Linked DNA regions of Sus scrofa: region 2 is linked to region 1. A link is a contact called in public Hi-C data. All regions are on one chromosome and are shown on one strand. Each heading gives the region's core, a stretch centred on a gene start, on an enhancer-like site or on the middle of the called end of the contact. The rest is flanking DNA. Distances are from core to core; before and after follow the strand shown. Region 1 has its middle 50 kb from the start of STMND1. Region 2 overlaps NUP153 (nuclear pore complex protein Nup153).

Region 1 (4,167 bases), core at 733-3,232:
TGCAACAGAAAGGCAAGCTGGCTTCTACCATTTGGATCAGCTTGGTTGCACTTCATGGTCCCTTAACAGAGCAAAATTCTCCCCTTATCCTGCCCGTTCCCCATTCCCAATCCTTGGGGGTAACTAGCACTTCATAGGGAAATACTATTTTGCCTCCTTTGAAGGATGTGGATGAAACCGGGAAGACGAAGCTGAAAAGCTTGATCTCACAGAAGGTGAGACCTGGAGGCAGAGGGGCCGGATTCAGATGGAGACCTGGCCGCTTCTGGCCTGGCACCAACTGCCTACTCATCCTTTTTAAGGTTTCGTGTTTCCGTTTACAAAGCTGGGACGATGGTCCCCCACCCCCGCCCCCGGGGGTACGGAGGGGTTAAAGGAGGTCATTGATGTACCAGCGCGTGACAGGCATGACGTAGCAACCACTGGGTTTGGTCCCAACCTGTCTCTGACCTCGCTCCTTGTTCTGGGTCATCCACGTCTCTCTTCTCCCCCGACCGCCCCCCAACCCAAGAGCATTGAGGAAAAGCCTCAGTGCATCCACATCAGCCTTATGTAACCCACGGGGTCCTTCCTCTCTGTTGTTTTACATAAACAGCAGCTCATTGCCGGTTGGCGGGCCTCTTGCAGGGTGATCGCCCACCGGATGTGGAGCATCCGCCTGTCCTGAGGGCACAGCCACCCCCCACCCCCCGCCCGCCCCCACCATCGAGGTGAGACATCAGCACTGCTCTTTTTGAGAAAAGCTAGGGCTTAGTGGGTGTTCCGTTCTGTGTTCCCTCATCCTCCATGTTTACTTTTGTGCTCCTTCCAAGGACCGAATGTTCTCTGGGGAAGGTTTCTTAGAAGGAGGAAGCGGTGTTTGCGTAAAAGCCCCACTGCGGATCAAGGGCTCTGCTCTCCCAGGCGAGAGGCTGACCTGGGCTCTGGGAGTGACGGGAAAGAGAATCAACGGGCAATCAGAAAGAGTGCCATGGCAACACTCGGGCATGGCCACACAACATCCTCATCCAAGGGTCGGCTGTGAATGTCAAGTGCATCATGTTCGCTGAGGCAGGCTCAGAGACCGGCCAAACTCTGGGCCATGCCAGTGAAATATGACTGTCGTTTTCCCTGCTCCTTAATACCCGGTTTTCCTGAGGTGACATTTCTCGTAGTGCAAAACGGGAGCAAACCCATTTTAGCCTCTCCTGGCTCTTGATTATCAAGCTTAGTTTTCTGACAGAAGAGTCCAAGTTCGGTCCAATGGTCTATCCATATCAACAAAAATGGCAGGTCCTAAAGTTAGAGGTGGCTGAACACAGGACGCACTGTGGCATTTGGGCTGCTGGATGGTCAAGAAACCTGCCTTTTCCAGGGCAGCTGCAGGGAAGGCAGTGACCAGCTGCCTCTGGAAACTCGGATCAAGCTTCCTGAGAATTGCACAAGCCCGGTGAGCAGCCACTCCATCCTGACTTGCCTTTTGCTGAACACTGTCTATTAGTCTAGCCGAGGGCTCAACCGCCCAGGCCCAGGGCCAAGGATGGACCTATTTCTGTTGAGAAGAGTCAGAAATGCTTTCCATTTAATCCCGTCTCAGATAACATTGCAGATGACTTAACCCATAAAAATAAATTCAATTATTTGAGGTCTAATGTGTGTTTGGATCTTTATAAATAGATGATGTGGGCTATATTTCATTACTGGCTTTAATAGAAAAAGCATGGGCTGAGTGTCTGTAAGATGAAGCCTGTTTAGCCATTTTAAAGCCTATAACCATCTTGATAATTGGAGGGAGATGCCCTAGAATTCAATAACATAATAAGGTAGATATAAAAAGTTCTAAAGACAGTGTGTGGATTGATAGTATAAATACAGTTCACGCAAGCCTAACTTTGTAAGTAAAAGGTAAAACACCATTTCTGATTGTGGTATGTCCAGACTATGAATGAGTAGCCATTTCTGCCCCAGAAAAATTGAATTTCTCTAAAAGGATATATTAAGGACATGAACTGTGGCAAAGCCCAACAGCTTATGAATTTGCTCAGAGCACCACCTAGTGGACAGACGGGTATTGCTGCAGAAACTCAGGAAGCAATAGTGGAATGCGTTTAAATTTCTTGAGAAATAGGAAAATCCTTTTAAATCTCTAGTTTCTAAATAAGTTTTCTAATCACTACATATATATTTTTGCTTCAGTAAATATAGCATAGGGAACAATAACCAACCATTTCTTAGGCAAGAAATGGTTCTTCGGAATCTGTGCTTTAAAGGCCATTCTTTGGAAAGGATGCCACTAGTTGATCAAATTATAGGTTATAACTAATTAAGTGGCACATATAGGTATGTATGTGTGAGCATATATACATGTGTATACACATACACACACACACACACATATATATATATACCACTCCCTTAAACAATTTTTAGAATGTGCTTTGCTACCCCGATGGCCCAGATGTGAGCTCCCAGAGGGCAGGTGCCACTGCTTATGGGTCTTTGCAGCCTGAGTGTCCAGGGTCTTTGGATTTAAAGCAGTGGTTCTCAACCCTGGCTGTATTTCGGAATCCTCAGGGGGACTTTCAAAAACACTGATGCCAGGTGCCCCCCTAGAGACTCTGATTTAATTGGTGTTGAGAATGTGCTGGGTGTTGTGAATTTTAAAAGCTCCCCAGATGGTTCTCATGTGCCATTAGTGCTGGGAACCACTGATTTCAGGAACAAATTCTCCCAGGTGCAGAAATGGCAGCTTCGCTTCTCTGAGGCAGCAGAGGGCAGCAAGAAGGAAGGAGGTAACAAAGGCAGGTGGGGATTTGCCTGGAACCTCATGGCAGTGAACTGGTTACCTAGTGTTACCCATCGAGTTACCTAGGGTGGGAATAGTGCATTATGGACATTTTCTGGCCTGCTAGTCACAGGTAGTTGAGATGAAAGGAAGAGTTTGAGGACATTAGAAAGTTCTAGAAATAAGCCTGACTTTGGTTTGCACACTATCATGAAAAAGCACAAACAATTCACAAAAAGGGAACTAATTAATATATGGAAAATGTAGTAGTAGTAGAAGTTCAGTAGTAATAATGAGTTCAAATGAATATTTCCTCCCTATTCCAATAATGATTATCTTAATGATACTTAACAGGGAGAGAAGGAACTTGATATTCAATTGATTAAATCCGTTTGGTAAATCAACTGAGCGGCATGGAGCAAGGCTGATAAAAATGTTTACCATCTGACCACATAATTCCTCTGAGAATCTATGGAAATGGTTCACAATATTGGAAAAGCTGCACAGACAAATATATTCATCATGGATATTCCTAACAGTGCAATATCAGGTATAGTCAAAGTATTACACAACAAAAGAAAGGCTAATGAAAGATAAAGTTAGGAGTTCCCTTCATGGCCCAGCAGTTAACAAACCTGACTAGGATCCATGAGGATGCAGGTTTGATCCCTGGCCTCACTCAGTGGGTTAAGGAGCTGGTTTTTCGGTGAGCTGAGGTGTAGGTTGCGGACACAGCTCAGACCTGGCCTTGCTGTGGCTATGGTGTAGGTCAATGGCTATAGATTCAATTCGACGCCTAGCCTGGGAACTTCCATATGCCACAGGTGCAGCCCAAAAAAGCAAAAAGCAAAAAAAAAAAAAAAAAAAAGATAAAATTATATACCCAGTAAGTGGAACATTATGTGGTTGTCAGAAACAGAAATGAAAATGTTACATATAAAAATCATTATGCTCTAATGCTAAATAAATCATGACATAATGCTGTTTGCAAATCATGATTTCAATTTTTTTTTGGTCTTTTTAGGGGCGCACCCACGGCATTTGGAGGTTCCTAGGCTAGGGGGCAATCGGAGCTGTAGCTGCCGGCCTAAGCCAGAGCCACAGCAATGAGGGATCCAAGCCACCTACACCACAGCTCACAGCAATGCCAGATCCTTAACCCATTGAGTGAGACCAGGGATCAAACCCGAGTCCTCATGGATGCTAGTCAGGTTGGTTAACCACTGAGCCACGATGGAACTCCTCAACTGGGTTTTTTAAAACATCACCTGGAACACTTTCAATTCCAAAAAATTCTTCTCCAGGAAAGCTGCTATTCTGACACCCCATCCATGTGCTGCCTCTATTGATTGGCCCATGATGGTACAACTTGGGTTTTTGGGTCTTTGATCTAAACTGGCCTT
Region 2 (4,637 bases), core at 2,122-4,621, 390 kb before region 1:
AGGTCAATTTTATCACCTGTATTTCTTTTTATTGTCAAGTGCTTCATGCTTCCATTCATTGTGTCATTAATAATTCCTCTCTCACTGAAATTTTGTTGTACCAAGTTGCTGTGGGCTGAGGTTAAATAAATTGCTTACATTTTAGTTTGGAAAAGAAGGTCTCCAAGCAATTCATGAGTTTTAATGAATGCAATGAATGAGCTTTATTATAGACTTTTTTTTTTTTTTTTTTGGTCTTTTTAGGGTTCACACCGTGGCATATGGAAGCTTCCAGGCTAGGGGTCTAATCAGAGCTGCAGCTGCAGATCTACACCACAGCCATAGTAACGTGGGAGCCAAGCTGCGCCTGCAACCTACACTGCAGCTTGTGGCAACTTGGGATCCTTAACCCACTTATCGGGGCCAGAAATCAAACCCACACCCTCATGGATACTAGTTGGGTTCTTTACTGCTGAGCCACAAAGGAGACTGTTCATTTTTTACATAATTCTCCACAATACCTAACGGCCATCATATAAGTGACCTTTGGTTGAATATGGTGTTAAGTTGTTTTGTACTTGCCTCCTTAGGTGAGTAGGGATCACGGAATGTCTGATATTTTTAGTAGCTAAACACCTTAAGGGAAGTCAACAAAAGATATATTTTGTACTAAATTTTTGCTTTAGTGCTCTAGCTATCTTATCACTTCTTATCAAGCATGTCCTACTTTTTTGCTTCAGCTATGTCTTGAGATCACCTTCAAGTATTTTGGGCTATGGGGAGGAGTACATAAATATTTAAGTATAAATAACAAAAAATATGATGTTTTTATAAATATTAAATCCTGGAGTAGGTATATAATCTTTCTTTCAAAAAGAACTAATACTATGTAATAGTATAAAAAAAGGCAACATATGTATTTGTGTTTTTCAGTAATGAGTATTCTAGTTGGCTTCATGTGTTGCTAGAGAACTTACAATGTTAGATCTGTTCAAAATTTCTGTTTGGAGGAAAAATAATTACTTATTTCCCAGTTGTTACCTACATCTTTTCAAGCAGTAAGGAAAATACTATTCAAGTCCCAGTATCAGAGGTGTCTTCCATCATTTCTGTTGAGAGGATTTTTCAAGGCCTCTTTGTTTTGGGTTTGCTTTCAGGGTAGATTTATGTATTCTGGTAATGATTGTTTTTTTTTTTTGGTACCTGTCAATTCATTTTTTTTCCCTCTTCTGTGACTTTGTCTGAAATCCTGCTAATGGTAGTCTGTGAAGGAAATCATTGCCTAAAACTGGTTACTGGTTATCTCACCCCAAGTTGTTTCTGCTAGCTTTTTTTTTTTCTCATTAGTGAAATTACCAATATACGTTTCTGTTATATTTTGTCAATTGTGAAGTGCTTTCATATTATTTCATTTGATCTTTGTTATAATTCTATCAGGGAATAGTAGCAGGGTTATCCTGCTCCTATTTAGAATAACTACTACTGAATATTCACCTGTTCAGTAGTAAGTGGTGTTCTTATTTTACCTAGAATAAATCAAGAGTACAGGGAGATACTCATGTTTCCCCCAGGTCCTGTCAGTCCCAGAGTCCATGCTTTTACTGTTTGCTAGATAGACCACAGCATTTGGGTTTGTACCTTGGGTGACTTACACTTCATTGTCTCTCTTCATCTATAAAGTGGCACTATTAAAGCCAATTTCATAAAATTATTGTGAGGATTAAATTGAATATGTATAAACTGCTGACAACAGTGTCTGACATGTAGCAAAGCTGTGATTAATGTTAATAATATTGATAGTTGTTATGCCACACCTTTTCTGCCTTTAAACTGTAATAAAATTCTTGGTTTTTCAGGCAACATTTGGTATAATGCAGTTTTAACCATCAAAAAAATCTTAGTTTGTGTCTTAAGGTTATTATGTTCGATTAGTTGTCTTATTGCCTGTCTTTTAAAAAAATTCTCATTTTTATTTGTCTGAATCGTCATTCTTGGAATTCCCATCGTGGCTCAGCAGTTAATGAACCCGACTAGCATCCGTGAGGACACAGGTTTGATCCCTGGCCTGGCTCAGTAGGTTAAGGATCTGGCGTTGCCGTGAGCTGTGGTGTAGGTCTCAGACTCGGCTCAGATCTTGCGTTGCTGTGACTGTGGTGTAGGCCGGTGGCTATAGCTCCAATTGGACCTCTGGCTTGGGAATCTCCGTATGCCGCAAGTGCGGCCCTAAAAAGACAAAAAAACAAAAACAAAAAACTTTATTCTTAAAGACTATACAGTAAAGTAATTCCTTATGGAAACTGTTGAAAGTATTGCTTATATTGCTTCTCTTAATGTGCTGGGATCAAGATGGATGCCTTTCGTTTGGGATTATAACATTTTAGTGCATATTTTATTACTAAATCTAAAATTTGTTGCTTTTTGATGGCCTATTGGAGTTTTTTTTTGTTTGTTTGGTTCCCAGGCTAGGGGTCGAATCGGAGCTGTAGCCACCGGCCTACGCCAGAGCCACAGCAACGCAGGATCTGAGCCGTGTCTGCAACCTACACCACAGCTCACGGCAATGCCGGATCCTTAACCCACTGAGCAAGGGCAGGGACTGAACCCGCAACCTCATGGTTCCTAGTCGGATTCGTTAACCACTGCGTCACGATGGGAACTCCTGGAGTTTTTTTTTTAAAGATTAGAATAATCTTGTGGCCACTTGGGGCAGTTACTGACTCATGGACATATGCATATGCATATGGAAGAAAGAAAAAGGTAGGAATTTCATGTCTATAGAATTTGTAAAATACATTAACTTAGCATTAACTCAAGTAACTGAATTTTAGAAAACATTGTTGGAGACATGCTTGGTATGGCCTTCTGTAAATAGGTACTTATTTAAAAGAGAAATTCCTAAAACTGCCTTACATGTTTTTCCCCTCAACAGGGCATTCTTAGCAGGGTTACAGAATCTGTTAAGAATATTGTGCCAGGATGGCTACAGAGATACTTCAACAAGAATGAAGATGTGTGTAGCTGCTCAACAGACACAAGAGAGGTGCCACAGTGGCCGGAAAACAGGGAAGATGACCATACGATGTATGCAGATGAGGAGGGCGCCAGTGTTCATGATGGGAGGATCACTCCTGAACCAACAGTCAGTAATACAGAAGGTAAGTAGGATGTGGATATTTTGTTATGAATGATAGGCTTTCATGCCTTAATTTAAAATATTTTTATAGTCCTTGGCTGTGGTAAATCTAATCGTATAGTACAGAAACCATGTTGGAGGAGATTGATAATCACCTTCAAATTAGTTGTTTACTAAATAGTAATTTTACCAGTGTAACTTTTATATAAATAGTAACTAGAGCTGGAGAGTAGTATGCATTCTTCAAATAGCACAGGGCACTAAGAACAGTTAGGGAACCTCTGGCTCATTTCAGATCTTGTCTGCAGCTTTTTGCTTATATGTACCGCCTTGCATTGACTGTCTTAATGATGGTGAGCCATTATTTCTTCTGCTAGGTTAGTGGAATGGATCAGTGAGGAGAACCTCAAATCATGTACGTGTTAAATTTTTGTTGATTCAGTGAGAGTTCAGGCCTCTGAGGGCCCCTCAATGGCATATCTAGCTGGCTAGCTAGCAGTACATTGAAGTTGTAGACTGCACTGGCCGATTGATAGCATGTGATCGTAGGAATACTTTCAGCACACTGCGTATTTATGGCTGATGTGACTCTATAGATGACATGGCCTCATTTAGTCTTACTATTCCCAAATGTGTTCTCTATTGGACCTGGTTTGGAGAGTAAGAAAGCTCTGTAAATATAAAAAACTGGCATTGTGTTAGTAGCGTACCATCCAGTAGAAGTATATTATACTAGCTTTCTTTTTTCTGTAGAGCTTCTGTATATATTAGATATATAGCAGGTGTCTGCCAATAGCTAGAATATCATCCTATCACTTTTGTTTTTGGTCTTTTCTAGGGCCGCACCCGTAGCACATGAGGTTCCCATGCTAGGGGTCTAATCGGAGCTGTTGCTGCTGGCCTATGCCAGAGCCATGGCAACGCAGGATCCAAGCCGCATCTGCCACCTACACCACAGCGCATGGCAACGCCAGATCCTTAACCCACTGAGTGAGGTCTGGGATTGAACCAGCAACCTCATGGTTCCTAGTTGGATTCGTTAACCACTGAGCCATGATGGGAACTCTGGGTTATACATTTTGAAACTCTGCTTTCACTTCTTTTGGGTGTATACCCAGAAGTAAAATTGCTGGGTCGTATGATGGTTCTAGTTTTCAGTTTTTTTGAGGGCCCACCATACTGTTTTCCCTACTGTTTGCACCATTTCACATTTCGTATCAACAGTACAAGGGTTCCAGCTGCACATCGTCACCGACATTTACTTTCTGTTTTCCTGACAGTAGCTGTCCTCATGAGTGTGAAAATATCTCATTGTGGTTTTGATTTGTATTTCTTTTAAGATTAGTGATGTTGAGCTAATGATAAGATTAGTGATGATCTTTTCATATGACGGTTGGCTATTCCGTATATTGTTTTTGGAGAAATGCCTGTTCAAGTCTTTTGCCCAGTTTTTAATCATGTTTTTTTTTGTTGTTGTTGAGTTGTGGGAGTCCTTTATATGTTCTGGATGTTAACCCCTTATTGT

Evidence for each region. Hi-C and Micro-C count contacts between places; a contact is called where the count stands out from the background.
Region 2: a contact with region 1 is called in a Hi-C map of skeletal muscle, with 5 times the contacts expected there. The contact joins two enhancer-like sites. A contact is called at or near these places in 1 of 47 Hi-C or Micro-C datasets (skeletal muscle) and 1 of 2 datasets of contacts at active chromatin or transcription factors (skeletal muscle).

What each region holds. Positions count from the first base shown.
Region 1 is chr7:13,061,191-13,065,357 of Sscrofa11.1, reverse strand. No RefSeq gene overlaps it. Among named protein-coding and RNA genes, the nearest start is that of STMND1, 50 kb to the right of the region's middle. Within about 2 kb of position 1,982, at least 6 of the 83 cell types and tissues checked have an H3K27ac peak or open chromatin away from gene starts, as enhancers often do. A contact at or near this core is called in skeletal muscle, where this site is marked.
Region 2 is chr7:13,449,350-13,453,986 of Sscrofa11.1, reverse strand. NUP153 (nuclear pore complex protein Nup153) reads left to right here. Exons shown (of 22, transcript XM_001926651.6): 2 at 2,909-3,134. Among named protein-coding and RNA genes, the nearest start is that of NUP153, 15 kb to the left of the region's middle. Within about 2 kb of position 3,371, at least 3 of the 83 cell types and tissues checked have an H3K27ac peak or open chromatin away from gene starts, as enhancers often do. A contact at or near this core is called in skeletal muscle, where this site is marked.